Linked DNA regions of Gossypium hirsutum: all the other regions are linked to region 2. The links are chromatin contacts, called in public Hi-C maps. All regions are on one chromosome and are shown on one strand. The core of a region is the stretch at or near the end of the contact, and the rest is flanking DNA. Distances in the headings are between cores, read along the strand shown.

What was found. Hi-C and Micro-C count contacts between places; a contact is called where the count stands out from the background.
Region 1: a Hi-C map of leaf shows a contact between it and region 2, with 1.8 times the contacts expected there. The contact joins the promoter of LOC107920449 here to the promoter of LOC107893669 in region 2. A contact is called at or near these places in 2 of 34 Hi-C or Micro-C datasets (both in leaf).
Region 3: a Hi-C map of leaf shows a contact between it and region 2, with 2.1 times the contacts expected there. The contact joins the promoter of LOC107893926 here to the promoter of LOC107893669 in region 2. A contact is called at or near these places in 3 of 34 Hi-C or Micro-C datasets (callus and leaf).

Annotation. Positions count from the first base shown.
Region 1 is chrA13:32,650,472-32,655,192 of Gossypium_hirsutum_v2.1, forward strand. It overlaps LOC107920449 (clp protease adapter protein ClpF, chloroplastic), which reads left to right and starts at 2,338. Exons shown (of 8, transcript XM_016850179.2): 1 at 2,338-3,006; 2 at 3,140-3,199; 3 at 3,468-3,562; 4 at 3,716-3,888; 5 at 4,268-4,380. The coding sequence starts at 2,671. LOC121212699 (protein GDAP2 homolog) reads left to right here. Exons shown (of 15, transcript XM_041086008.1): 10 at 61-169; 11 at 342-409; 12 at 1,017-1,086; 13 at 1,170-1,241; 14 at 1,339-1,430; 15 at 1,627-2,086. The coding sequence ends at 1,702.
Region 2 is chrA13:32,207,565-32,211,786 of Gossypium_hirsutum_v2.1, forward strand. It overlaps LOC107893669, which reads left to right and starts at 2,950. Exons shown (of 1, transcript XM_016818726.2): 1 at 2,950-4,222. The coding sequence starts at 3,487.
Region 3 is chrA13:32,546,876-32,551,472 of Gossypium_hirsutum_v2.1, forward strand. It overlaps LOC107893926 (probable inactive purple acid phosphatase 2), which reads right to left and starts at 2,888. Exons shown (of 2, transcript XM_016819072.2): 1 at 2,020-2,888; 2 at 1-1,168. The coding sequence starts at 2,706.

The DNA of each region.
Region 1 (4,721 bases), core at 1,088-3,587, 440 kb after region 2:
CATAAATGTTCAGATTAGTCCTGATTTGAATTCAATGTTAGTTTATTTGTTTTATGTCAGTTATCGCGGGGGAGTGGACAGTGAAGGTCGCCCTGTTATGGTTGTTGTTGGAGCACATTTTCTGCTGCGGTGTCTTGAGCTTGAGCGTTTCATTCTCTATGTTGTAAAGGTATTAGCTTCCCAGTTCTTTTGGTTGGATATTTGAAATTCATACTGTCTCATTGAATACACATAATTTAAATGGCTTGATTTTGGGAAAGTATTTTAGTATGGACACTCAATTGTATACTATTATTGATAACTGGCTTTTGAGCAAAAAATTTTTTAATTATTAATTTCAGGAATTTGAACCTTTGATACAGAAGCCTTATACTATTGTATACTTCCACTCTGCAGCATCATTACAAGTGTAAGTATTGTATGGTTATGAGAAATTTGGCTTATTTGATGCACTTTAAAGAAACTACCTGGGGTTAATGTTTGGTGGGATTCGTTAAATGTTTTTGTTCTCTGAGTGAAGGCTTTTTGACCTTTCGTTGTTAAACAATGCTATTATCTCAGTATCATAGCTTAGCTGCTGTCTATCAGTTTTTTCCTAGTTGTGAAGTTGATTTATCTGATCACCAAATGTTAACATATATTAAAACAGAGAGGAAGCAAACGATAATGGGGTAAGAATCTGTGTGTGATTTACTGAGTGATCAATAATTTCTTTACACTTATGATAGCTAGTCAATCTTCGAGCTCCTCATACAACTTGTTCACTGATGTTGCATGTAATATTTTCTAATATTAGAACAATTCCTAGACATTGACAAAATCACAAGCAAAATTGCATAACTCAAAGCAATGAAAACAAACAAGAAGGTTGTGCCTTGTCTTGGGAAAATAAAATGTTGGTTAGGAAATTTTGATTTAATTAATACAAACCGTTCTTGGTTATGGTTAAATTCGATGTGAATTTTTATTCCCTGCTCATGTGACATTTTTTTTTTTTCGCGTTCTGGTATAACCAGCCAACCAGACTTGGGATGGATGAGAAGATTACAGCAAATACTTGGTCGGAAACACCAACGTAACCTGCATGTATGTAGGCACTTTCTATTCCTAATGTTTTTAGTATTCATACACAACAATAGTTATTTTATCATTTTACATGTTTTGCAAAGGCAATATATGTTCTCCATCCTACATTTCACTTGAAGACTGCAATTTTTGCTCTGCAAATGTTCGTGGATAAGGTGGTATGTCTTAAGTCTTAACTATTTCTCTCATTTGAAGACTGATGTTACTGCTGAGGAATCTTGGTAACTTGATGTTCTTGGAAATGATATACAGGTGTGGAAGAAAGTGGTATATGTTGATAGGCTTCTGCAGCTATTCAAATATGTTCCTCGCGAGCAGTTGACCATCCCTGATTTCGTGTTTCAGTTGAGTGTTCTAGTTTTATCCTTTTATCATATAAAACGAAACATAGCATCATTTATAGTCTTTTGGCAATGGATGTTCTTATGCAGTCCTACAATCCAATCAAGTTATCCAACAGTTTTTTTTCATGATTCAGCTTAGTTATATTGTATGTTGATAGAAATGATTCTAAGCATTTGGTTAACACTGATATTGCAGGCACGATATAGAAGTGAACGGTGGAAAGGGTCTTATTGTAGACCCTCGAACGAAATACATATATCATCGACCATAGAACATTTAAATACACAGTTTCAGAGTTGATGAAAGCCAGTAATTCTTGGTTTGATTTCCTCATCACCTTGTATTTGTAGGCAGGTAGTGGGTTGGTTGTGTTTGGTTTTTCATGTAGATATGTTTCTTTTTTTTTCGTTTTATTTTTTGAGCAATGATATGTTTGTTAATAATATATATTTCATGGTGATGTGAGCTTTTCTATTTGATTTCAACATGTTGCACTACATCCTGAGAAAGTGGACTCTTTCTTGGCATGTTTTAAAGAGGGGAAGGGATTGTCGGGGTTTTGAATCTGTCGATTATGGACATGGTCGACTTTAGACAGATCAGATTGTAAGTGTTGAGCTTTGAATTCTAATTTGTACTTCATTTTTTAAATGAATCATTACCGTTCAAATCTGTCGTTTTTTATTTTTATTTTTTTTAAAAAGCATTTTAAAGTTATTTTCACTCATTTAAAATATAAATATTTATTTTTGCACTATAAAACTAAGAAATTATAAATTAAGTAAAAATAAAATTCAACCTGTAAACAGAAATCCAATTTGAATCAAATACATTTAAAAATAATCAAAAAAATATAATTTATTTTGAATAAAATAGAATCAATATTTCTTTGCTCCAGCCCAGTAACAGAGGCAAGAAATGATCCAAGTTGGTTGCTGGCCTATCGGGCCTAAGGAATCTTACGTGTCAGGATTCTGTTCAATAACACACTCGATCCTGTAATCCACAGATTGCATATAATTTTTTTTATCTTTATTTTTATTTTTGTTTATTTTTAATTCTCCCCTTCCCTTCATCTGAGTCGCTGAAAGCCTGAAATTAATGAAGTTTCTCCTTTTTCTTTTTGATATAAAAAGCCTGAAATTAATTTTGTGAGGACGAAATTAAATGCCCAGAATTTCATTTTAGTTGGTTTCAATCAAGAAAGAGGAAAAAAAATCATTTTGTTTTCCAAGAAAAATGGTGCAGACCCTTTCATTAAGCAGTACTTTAACAACCTCTGGAAACACGGCTATTTATGGAACAGAAGTAGGCGGGAGGCGGCAATTTGAGATAATTGGAAAAGGTCATATGAAATATGGGATTAGTAGACAATATTTCTGGCATGGGTATGTACCAAGTTTTTACTTTAATGGCAATCCCAATTTGATGAAGAAAAGGAACTTTGGGGTTAAAGTTGGTTGGCCGTTTAAAGGAGGTGACCGGGAATTGGGTGCAAGCTCAGAGCGTAGTGAGACTGCTAATGAAGATATACTGATTTTCTTTTTCCAATTAGACTTGGCTACTCAAGTTCAGGTTTGGTGATGTGAGCTTGTGTTTTTTTTTCATCTATGATATGAATTTTATCTTTTATTAATAGTTATTTCTGTTTATCTCTCAGTTTATAGGATTCGGTCATTTTTTATGTTGTTTTTCTGTGGATTTGCAGCGTGCTTTGAACTTGGAAGAATATGAATTTGCACAGCAACTTAGAAACAAGCTTACTGAGGTTAGAACTTAGAAGACCTGATATTAATTGTTGGACTCTTTTGGAAGCTTTCCACTGGCTATTAGTTGTTAATGAAATGATTACTATGGTAGATTTTTAGTTTTCTTTGTACTCATTTTGCATGCATCAGTTCTTTATTTCATTATTTAGTATCATGAATTTATGTAAGCTTGGTTGGTACAATGTGTATCCAAGTTTGTTCATAAAAAATGGAGCTGAGACATGTGTACGTAAGTGTCTTTTCATTAACAAGTGTTCTGCTATGAAGGTTGAAGCAGAAATCCTCAAGCAGCAAGAAGCAAAAAGAGGTTTGTCCTCAAAGAGTGAAGCTCAAGATAAGGCACTAAGTCTTGTGCGTCTACGGTGAGGTCCCTCGCTTATGTTATATGCACTCTTCTTATAGTGCAGAGTATTGATTTTTATGAGAGATTGAGGATTTGGAGTATCTTCTTTTTTATTTTTTATTTAGATACACTTGAGTGCTTCAGGCTATTCATTTTCTTTGTTTCATTGCAGTGGAGAACTGCACAATGCAATCGAGAATGAAAATTATGCTTTGGCAGCTCAATTACGGGATGACATTTCTATACTCGAGGCTGAATCTTTGGCTGCATCTGCAAAAGCATTGGCATATGAAAAGGCACAATACGCTTTTCGTTTGGGACAGAAAGTTCAGCATAAATTTTTTGGTATACCATCAAACATGATTTCCAGTAAATTATATCAGCTATTAATTTCCTCCCTTTGTTTCTTCTCCTCCATCCCTTTACCCTAAATTCCACTATTGGGAATTGATTTCTTTTTCCTTTTCTATTTAATAATTCCTTTATATTTCAGTATGCTATTGCTTGTCGATGTGCTACAGCTTTTGTACTCGCTCAGCCTCCCTCTCCCTCCCCCAAAATCCCACCCTTCTTTCTAAAGATAGAGAAAGATAGGACAGAGAGAAGATGAGAGCGAAGTACAACCCTGTAAAGTATTACATCCATCGAGATTTACTGTGACAAGCATTAATACAAGGTTCTTGTCCTCTTGTCTTGTCATTCCCTACTTGTTTATATTATCCAGGTTATCGAGCTGTAATTTGTGGGATGGATCCAGTGTGCTGTGAATCAAGTACATGGATGGAAGCTGCACAGGTTGAAAAGTTGTCTCATGGTTCTAATCAGCCATTTTATCAGGTTTGATTAGTACTTATATTTAAATTCATCTGGAATGAGCAGTATTCTTTTCTTATAATCGAGATAATATTTAGCTTTCAATGCAATGAACCCCATGTATGACCTGTTATATCTGCTCTTCTTTTCTTGAAGCCTCCTAAGTTTTGCAATGGTCAATGAACTTTCTCTTTTGGTATGGATATATTATTATGACATAGAAACCAATAAAACATAATTTCTATACAGAAACAATAAGCATTTGGATCAGAAAAATCCTGGTAGGCTTTATGAGTGCTTCCTGTAAGATTTTACCATGCAATAAACAAATATGACCAAGTTCAATAGTGCGCTAACTTCTCTTT
Region 2 (4,222 bases), core at 1,700-4,199:
AATAGTTGAAGACGTGTAATGTCGTCGGTAACCCAGTTGTATAAAAATGTAACAAAAAGCTAAATGAATCATTTTAAATGCTGGTTTGGGTCCTCTTTCATTGTGTCTCTGAATTGCAAATTGTTTTGGATCATCTGGATGATGGTCAATTTGATTTCGAAGTTATTTTCCGTGATAGTTGACCTTGTGATGCTTCTTTCAACCACCTCTAGATTAGGTAGGGCATAATCCCTTAAGGTTCTTTCTGCTTATGTCATAGGTGGATTTACTAGTAGTTATGGTGGTGGTGGTGGTAAATCTTGGATGTTAGCATTGTTAACCTTGTCGAATAGAGGGTTCTCACGCAATGGATTACTTGCAATAAGTGGTTGATTTTGCATCTATTGTTGCTGTTGTTACTATCGACATTTATGCGAATTATTCTTTTTGGACCAGTGGTCGGCCCTATAGGTGTTCCCCTACTACGAGTCATACAATGACCCAAAAAAAATTAGTAAAAATAAAAAATAAAAAATAAAAATAAAAATAAAAATCATATTTATAATTTAAATATTTCCTAATTATTCTATTAAACACAAAGATTAAAATCAACTCAGTAGCGTTGCCTCCCCGGCAATGACGCCAACAACTTGGCCGCCTCCGGACGTACTAATGTCCAGAGTGTGAATACTACAATTATAGATGTCGAATTGAGGCTGTGTTTGCAAGTATACGGGTCAGGTTGCAATATAGTTTTACAATGAAGTATGTGAGTACTCCAAGGATCGTATCTAAGGGAGGCGAGTAGTAAATTAAAGTTAACCTAAACAAAAATAAAATTAATTAGTAAAACAAATAAATTATATTAGGACAAATCATAAAGAAGAATTTTTTTGGTTTTTATAAGTAAGAATGAAAATTGCATAAATAAAATAGATTTTAAAAAACTAAATTATAAACTTAATCAAATGTAAAATGGGTGATTAGCTCGCTTTGGTGATCATAACTAATTCCTATCTCGGGTTTCTATTCAATCAACTAGTTGCTTCCTTAGTAGGATCGCTCAATCTTCCATTAAACTAATAAGTCGACAATAACTACTTATCTCTCGACCTCACAGTCCAGACCAGTTCGGGGTTAAGGTGTTTACGAATAAGCTATACTAATTTTGGGTTAATTCTCACCTAAATGACTTTTTAGGTTCGTCAAACCTAGTGTTTAAATTCTTTTTCTCCCAAATAGCTTATCTGCTAAGAAAACCCTATATAGCAATCAGTCAATCCACACCTCCACTCACTAATCCCCCATAAGAAGATTAGTTTCTCATAGAATCCATAAACATGATAAACTTGATAATAAAGATATGTATAAAGAGTAAATCAAGAATAGAGTTTAGAAAATCTTGTTTGTATTCGATTGATGAAATGCAATAATCCTAAAATGTTTGATTGCGTTTACAAAGCAAGTTTTTTGAAGAGCACGACAAAAAAAAATTAAAAATAAACCTAAAACCTAAAGGAAAGGAAAACTGAAACTAAAATTATAGAGAAAAACTTAGAATATGAAAATATGTCCTCAACAAGTGTTTGAAGAGCCTATTTATAGAGTTAGGGTTGACCATCGTCTTCAACCCTAGGTTAGCTAATGTTTTCGTGTTAATTTCCATTATGTGGACCAAAGCGCCCCTCACTCGTAACTGTTCCCATACAGGGCCGGTGTCGTGACACCCTAGTGCCGTGTCGTGATATTGAAGGCAGTATGCCTGGTTCAGGTTTTGCTACAAGGGTATGTCATGACATCCTATGGCTATGTTGCGACATCAAAGGCAAACTTGAAATTCTTGTATTTTGATCCCTATGTTGCGACATTGAACTTCTCGTGTTGCAACACAACAACCAGCCTTAAGTTTCTATGCCTTTGAATGGTGTCCTGCACACTCACTAAGTACATACATTAGCTCACCTTTAGGCCTCATTCGACCCTTAAGGTCATAAAAAAACTCAAAATACATGTTTTATTAAATTCAAACCAAATATGGAAAACTTAACTAAAACATAATAAAAATGCTTGTATTCAAGCTCTTTAAGTACGAAAACTAGTTTAATCTGCTACATGGTATTATGGCAAATCAAGAACCAATATTATATTAATGAGATCATTCTGCTAGACTAATTGTCAATTTAAGCATTGCATGCCACATTGAATATGATGTAAAGTATATTTAAAATATATGAATCAAGTTATAAATATTTGTGACTTGTTGTATGAACAGTTTGAATCTAATGTGTTAAAAAAAAGATAGCGTTAATAAGATTCATGGAAAACTTAGAGTCATATGATATAGCTTGGGTCCAAGTTGCTTATGCAATATGTATACATATGTTTAGAATAAAATTCATGTGTTTTAAATATGATTTAAGTCAGATTTGAGTTGACACTTAATGGCTAGGCAAATGAAAAACTTGATTGATATGATACTAGTACTTTAAAAACTCAATTAGAACGTTTTGATGTTTGAAAATTAATTTAGAGTTTGAGTCATAGTTTGAGGACTTCAAGTGCAAATAATTAAAAAAAGAGGAGTGAGAAAATTGAGGAGGACTTAATGCCTAAACTAATGGATAAATTTGAACCATATTATGAATAGGGGATGAAATTTCTTAAAAAAAAAAGGAAAAAGAAGAAGAAAAGGGGGCCCAACCACAATGTAACATGTTGGCATATTGTACAATGAAATGTATGTATGTGTTATAGTGGAGGGTAAGGGAAGAAACTGAAAAGCAAACAATGGTTGGAGATTCTGCCCCTTTTGTGTGAGTGAGCTTTACAACAAGCAAGACAAAGTTAAGGCATCGTTTGGATGTTGTAGCCATAAGAAAAACTCCTCACTCATTGGGATCCTTAAAAAAATCTTGACCGTTCAATCCTCCCTTTTACCTGATGCTTCTCACTTCAATACACGTGCTCTCTCTCTCTTTTTCTTCCCTTTTAAATCCTTTTGCTACCATGCATGGAATTCTCCTCCAACTACAACACACACACACACACACACCAAAAGGGTATCTAGAGAGAGAGAAACAGAAACAGTCTTGGGGTATTTTATTTTATTTCTTTTGTTCCTCTTGTAAGCCTCTTCATCGCCATCATTAGCGACCCTTCTTTATAAAATGTTTGATTTTTTTTTCTGGGTTTAAACAATTTTGAGATGAGCAAAAGAAATGGGATTTTTAAAAAGGGTCTCTTTTTGTTGTGGGTCGGATCTCTTTGTTGTACTTGAAACAGAGAACCTGTCACATCTCAGCTGCTGATTCTCGTTTTTTTATCATCTTCACTGAAACTAAAGCAAGCAACTTTTTTGTGATCTGTTTTTTTTCTCTCTCTGTTCCTTGATCTGTGTTCTTGGTTTCTCACAACAAAGATGGATGAAAGGAAATGCAAGAAATGAGTCACGGTTCCGGTTTGGTTCACTGGGTATTTTCAGTTTTTAAGTGATCAAAATATTTTTTAATGGAGCAAAATCAAGGAAAGAAGTTTGTTTGCAAGTTTTGCAACAAAGGGTATCCATGTGGGAAGTCCTTAGGAGGTCACATAAGGACTCACATGAATACTGAGAATCTTGGTGAAGCAGAGGAAAAGGCTGAAATCTCCATAAACAACCAGCAGCTTTTCTGTTCTAGGAACATAAAGAGAGCTGCTGAGGCTGAAGCTGGTGGTGGCCAATCTGCAACTTATGATCTAAGGGAGAACCCCAAGAAAAGCAAGAGATTTTCTGATTTAGGCAATGGTTCTGTACTCAAAGAGATGATTTGTAAAGAATGTGGTAAGGGTTTCCAATCATTGAAAGCTCTTTGTGGTCACATGGCTTGTCACTCAGACAAAGAAAGGGTCTTTCAGAAACTTGAGGATCATTGGGGTAACACTGAGAAACAGAAGCTGGTTGTGGATAGTCAATCAGATACTGAAATATCAACTCCAAGTAGGAGGAGGAGATCCAAGAGGATAAGGTGCAAAATAGGAGGTGTTTACTCTAATAATTCAGTCTCTTTGGCAAATGGTTCGTCATCTGTATCAGAGATTGAAGAACAAGAACAGGAAGAGGTTGCTATGTGTTTAATGATGCTGTCAAGGGATTCTGGTTGTAAGAAAGGGCTGAATTCAGTTGCTGATTCTTCAGACAACAACTCTGTCGTTCTGGAGGCTAAGTCATCCTCCATAGATTTGAGGATTACTGTTAAGAATGCTA
Region 3 (4,597 bases), core at 1,638-4,137, 340 kb after region 2:
TACCACCCCAGACATAGTGTGAAAATGAGTACCGTGTCACATCATCAACCTTATGGACTGCTCCGACTTTACCATTGTTATCATCACCACCATTGAGAACTTGCCCAGATGCCAAAATCTCAACCATGTCATGCACCTCCCCGTCATGGTTTCCTACCAACGATAGTGTAAGTTTCTCTTTTGTAGCAATTAATCTAGTGTACCCAAACTCGCCTGTGCGGTACAAAGACCTCTTGGGTTGTGGGTAGACGGGATCGTGTGGATGGTCTGGTCGAGGTTCCCATGTTGGTTGCCAGTCTTGTCCTGCCATCCCAATCACAACATGAACTGGAAATGCCTCCCAATCCTTCCCCTTCTGCCCCATGCTTCCACATGTGAAGTTCTTCAATGGACAAAACCTCTCGTACCGATGAACATGGCCCCATAATGCAAGGTTCACATTGTTTTTCACAAATAAAGGTTCCAAATGCTCAAGCATTTTCTCTCTCAATGGGGCGTCCCTACTTTCGAAACTTGTAGTGTACATTGGTCTATGCCCTTGAACTACAACAAAAGGGGTCTTCATCCGATCAACCGACTCTAGATCATGCTTCAGAAAGTCATATTGGCTGCTTCCCGGAAGGAAATTGGTCTCGGTTGACATGTACACAAAATGAACTGGCCCCATATCAAATGAGTAGTAAAGGTTTCGGGTGGCTGGAGCACGGGTTCCAGTTGGTTCTGAAGAGTTGCCAGGCATATTGAATCTAAGGCTGTAGGGAACCCCACATTCACCACCTCCATCAGTTCCATAAATTAAATTGGCCCAGTCAGGTTTCCAAGGCTGTGAAGGCCAATCATATTCATGATTGCCAATGCACACAAGATACGGCACCTTGGAGGCAACAGGCTCAATTAAGTTGAAAAATTCATCCCACAACCATGAATAGCCTCTTGCATAGCTGATATCCCCGATATGGGAAATGAAAGTAGGCTTATCTCCAAGAGCTTCAAGGTCACGCAGGATCCACTTAATGGTTGATATGCTTTCATCTTGTGTGCGACTAAAGGTTAAGTAGGGTGTAGCAGTCCCCATGTCTCCAAATAGGAAGGCTATTGTTTCATTTGAACTTTTGTCCCATGACACAAAGCTATGTGTCGTGCTCCAACCTTTAGACTCGCTTCCAACCTGTTAGAATGTGCAAACCAGAGCTAAATTAACCATGAAAGTTTAATTGAAAGTACAACAATGTCTTGAGGGAAAAATATGCTTCAATACTTTTCATTAGTCCTGCCATGTAACAAGGAAACAACGTGTAATTGAAGTTGACATGATAAAAAATAGAAGAATCACACTCAACATATCATATGAATTAACTTGAATTGATAACTAGCCACCTACTGATAGCGTCACTAAGTAGGCAAAGGATACTAATTCCACCTCAGAAAGGAAGGAAAGGTCTTTTTGGATATATATATATATATATAAAAGCAGATATGCTACAAATCCTATCAAACATGTTTGGGAAGAAAGCAATAGCTCCGTGACAAGTGGTATTAGAGCCACTAATAACTACCCGAGTCCACATTGAAAAGGAAAAGAGAATCTTTAAATACATAAGTGTGTGCACTACACAGCTTATCAAAAAAAAAAAAAACACTTTGAGCAGATACACAATATGCTGCAGGCCAATGGTCCCATGACCATAGCACTAGATCAAAGATTCAAACTTCGAACCTAGGCCCACCCTCTCCTTCATCAGGACTAAGCTCTTTCTATAACAACATTTATTATAAATGTCATGCTTGTCAGAAAACTAAATTCTTATGTTTTATTTTATCCTTCATCTATAACAACAATAAGCATAAAGCATATCTACTTCAAATATTATTATGGTTATAGATGTAACATGATAAAAAGGAAATTGTAATTCAAGACAAGGAGCTCAGCATTGTAGCACAACCATTTGAATGAAGAAGGCGTTTTTTAGTTGGAACAAAATGTAGTTCAAAACATCTCCAAATTTAGCATTTAATTACCTGATAATAGTATTTCACCCCACCCTTTAAACCCGACATGACAGCGTCAAATATCCAACCAGGATCTCTCCAACCAACGCTCTCATTGGCCGGCGCGTGACACATGTCTTCCCTCTCGTACCTCCCCACACGTGCCACCGCTACGTCACCTTCCCACTCTCCTTCCTTCTCTCCGTACCTCACCTGCCTCTCCTCCGGGTCCTCCGCAACGAACATCACCCGCATCTCCCTTTCCCGACCGGTCAACGACAAGTGGATCTGCCCCGGCCCACGACCCAATTCGAAACCCACCGTCTCGGATTCCGCCAACAAGTGCTTCGTGCCCGGGAGGGGATTATGATCCTGGTCGTGGATTTCCGGGTTGACCTCGGATTCGGTCCAGCGGAAGATCCGGAAGGAGTAGTTAGAGCGGAGGGAGGTGAGGGGGAGAGAAATGGAGCCCGCTCCAGATTCCCAAGTTGAGGAAGAAGATGAAAGGAACTTGTAACCGATGAAGTTGTCGTGGGGTGAGTCGGGGGGCGAGTAGAGACCGAGCCAGTCGAGCTTGGACGGTGACTCGATGCCGGACCATTGGATGTGAACCGAATTACCCGATTTAGAAAGAGTTTTGGGGTTGACGGTGAGGATGGGTTCGGGTCGGACTTGAGAGATTAAAGGAAGGAAGAAGAAAAGCAAGATCATATTCATGGCGGATAACGGAAGTTAATCAAGTTGAGGATTGCAATAAAAGCGAAAGAAACAAGTATGGGCCTTTTTTTTTTGGGAAATAGAGAAATGTATGGGCTTTGAATAAAGGATTAGGCATATTTCTTTTTGAGGAAGATTATAATTGAGTGCCATTTTTATATATTTAGCAAAAGTGGATGACTTTTCAATTATTTAGCAAAATAAACATTTGTCCATATACTCATATAAAAAATAAAAAACATGTAATAATATCATAATTGGTCTCTAAAAGTTTATCAAATTTTCAATTTAGTCCATTTATATTTAAAAATATTATGTTATTTTTAAAATTTAAAATTGTATTGTTTAAAATATTTAAATTTATTATTTTAGTATGCTAATTATCTTTTAAAAATTTAGAAAGTGAGTGTTGAATATTTTTTAAGACATAATATATTATCTTTTTAAATATTAAAAACTTGAGAATTAGAATTATAAATCTATAATTCTGTATTATTGAAAAGAGAGTATCAATATTAAAACTAGTTTGTAGGTTTAAAAGGAATTTTAAAACTTTTTGTTCATTTTATAATTTGATTGAGTCTAGTCCTATTCAAGTCGAGAGTGATATTTAGATGAAGCCTATTCAGCAATAATGATTTCAGGATTTAAACTCAATCAAAATTCCTAAGAAATAAGTTTATTTCAATTTTTTTATAATTTTAAATTTTCATATATTAAAATAATGGTACTTAAATTTTTTTAATTTAAAAATAACATACTATTTTTAAATATAATTTTAAAGTGAAAGCAAGATATATAAAATTTTGAAATTTTGATAAATGAGGATTGAGAGAAGGAAGGAACCTGTAGAATATGAGAGTAGAAGTGAAAGTCGAGATATGAAGGTGTCAACTTTGAAGCAGGTATATAATATAACAAAAAGTCCGTTTTAATAGATCAATTATGTTCTTTCAATCTTACATGTATTAATGCTACATCTATTTAATTTTGTTATTAGTATGTACAATTTATGACACTGTTTAGTTGTTGTTATTGTTAAAGTGGCAGGGTGATTTTTTTTCTTCCTGTTATACGATGACATTAGTTTAATGTTATTTGAACCAAATCAGATCTGTTGAATCAAGAATTAATTGGGGTTACCAATTAGAAGATGGTCTTTGAACCGTTTGATTCAAAAATCATTATTAATCAGCACACTTAAACTTAGCATTAATATCAATATCAATGTCAATCAAGTTATGAATTAATTGACAATACAACATTAAATTATGAAATCCTCACGAATTAAATGAAAAATTCTGTAAGAAATATATTTGTAGATAAGTCTTTAGTTAAAATAGTGAAATTAAAACATTAAATATTATGGTATTTTAAGTTTAAATCTTACCATAGTAATATTTTATAAAAATATATATAAAAGTAAAAAACACTATTATATCAATATTTGTTATTTTATAAAAACAATAGACTTTTAGTCATGTTTCAACTAAATTAATGTTCTATTGACGAATGACAACAACTCGATCAAAAGCTTAAATAATGATATAAATATAAATACTTAGTAATTATAATATATTTAAATAATAATAATTAAAATTTACACAATGAAACTTAAGATTAATTATAATTTTTTAAGTAGGGCTTGTTTGAAAAAGTGTTAAAAAAATTGGTTAGTTATGGAAACAGATGCCATTTTAGTTTTCTTGAAAATGGAAAACATTGAAGAAACATGTTTGGTTAAAAATTTTAAAAATGATTCTTAGAAAATGAAAAATAAAAAACAATAAAAAGTTATTTTCACTAAAAATGCGTTTGTAAAAGTGAATGATGAAAATAAGAGTTTACAACTTTTAATGAATTGACTTTGGTTATTTAACAAAACAAATTT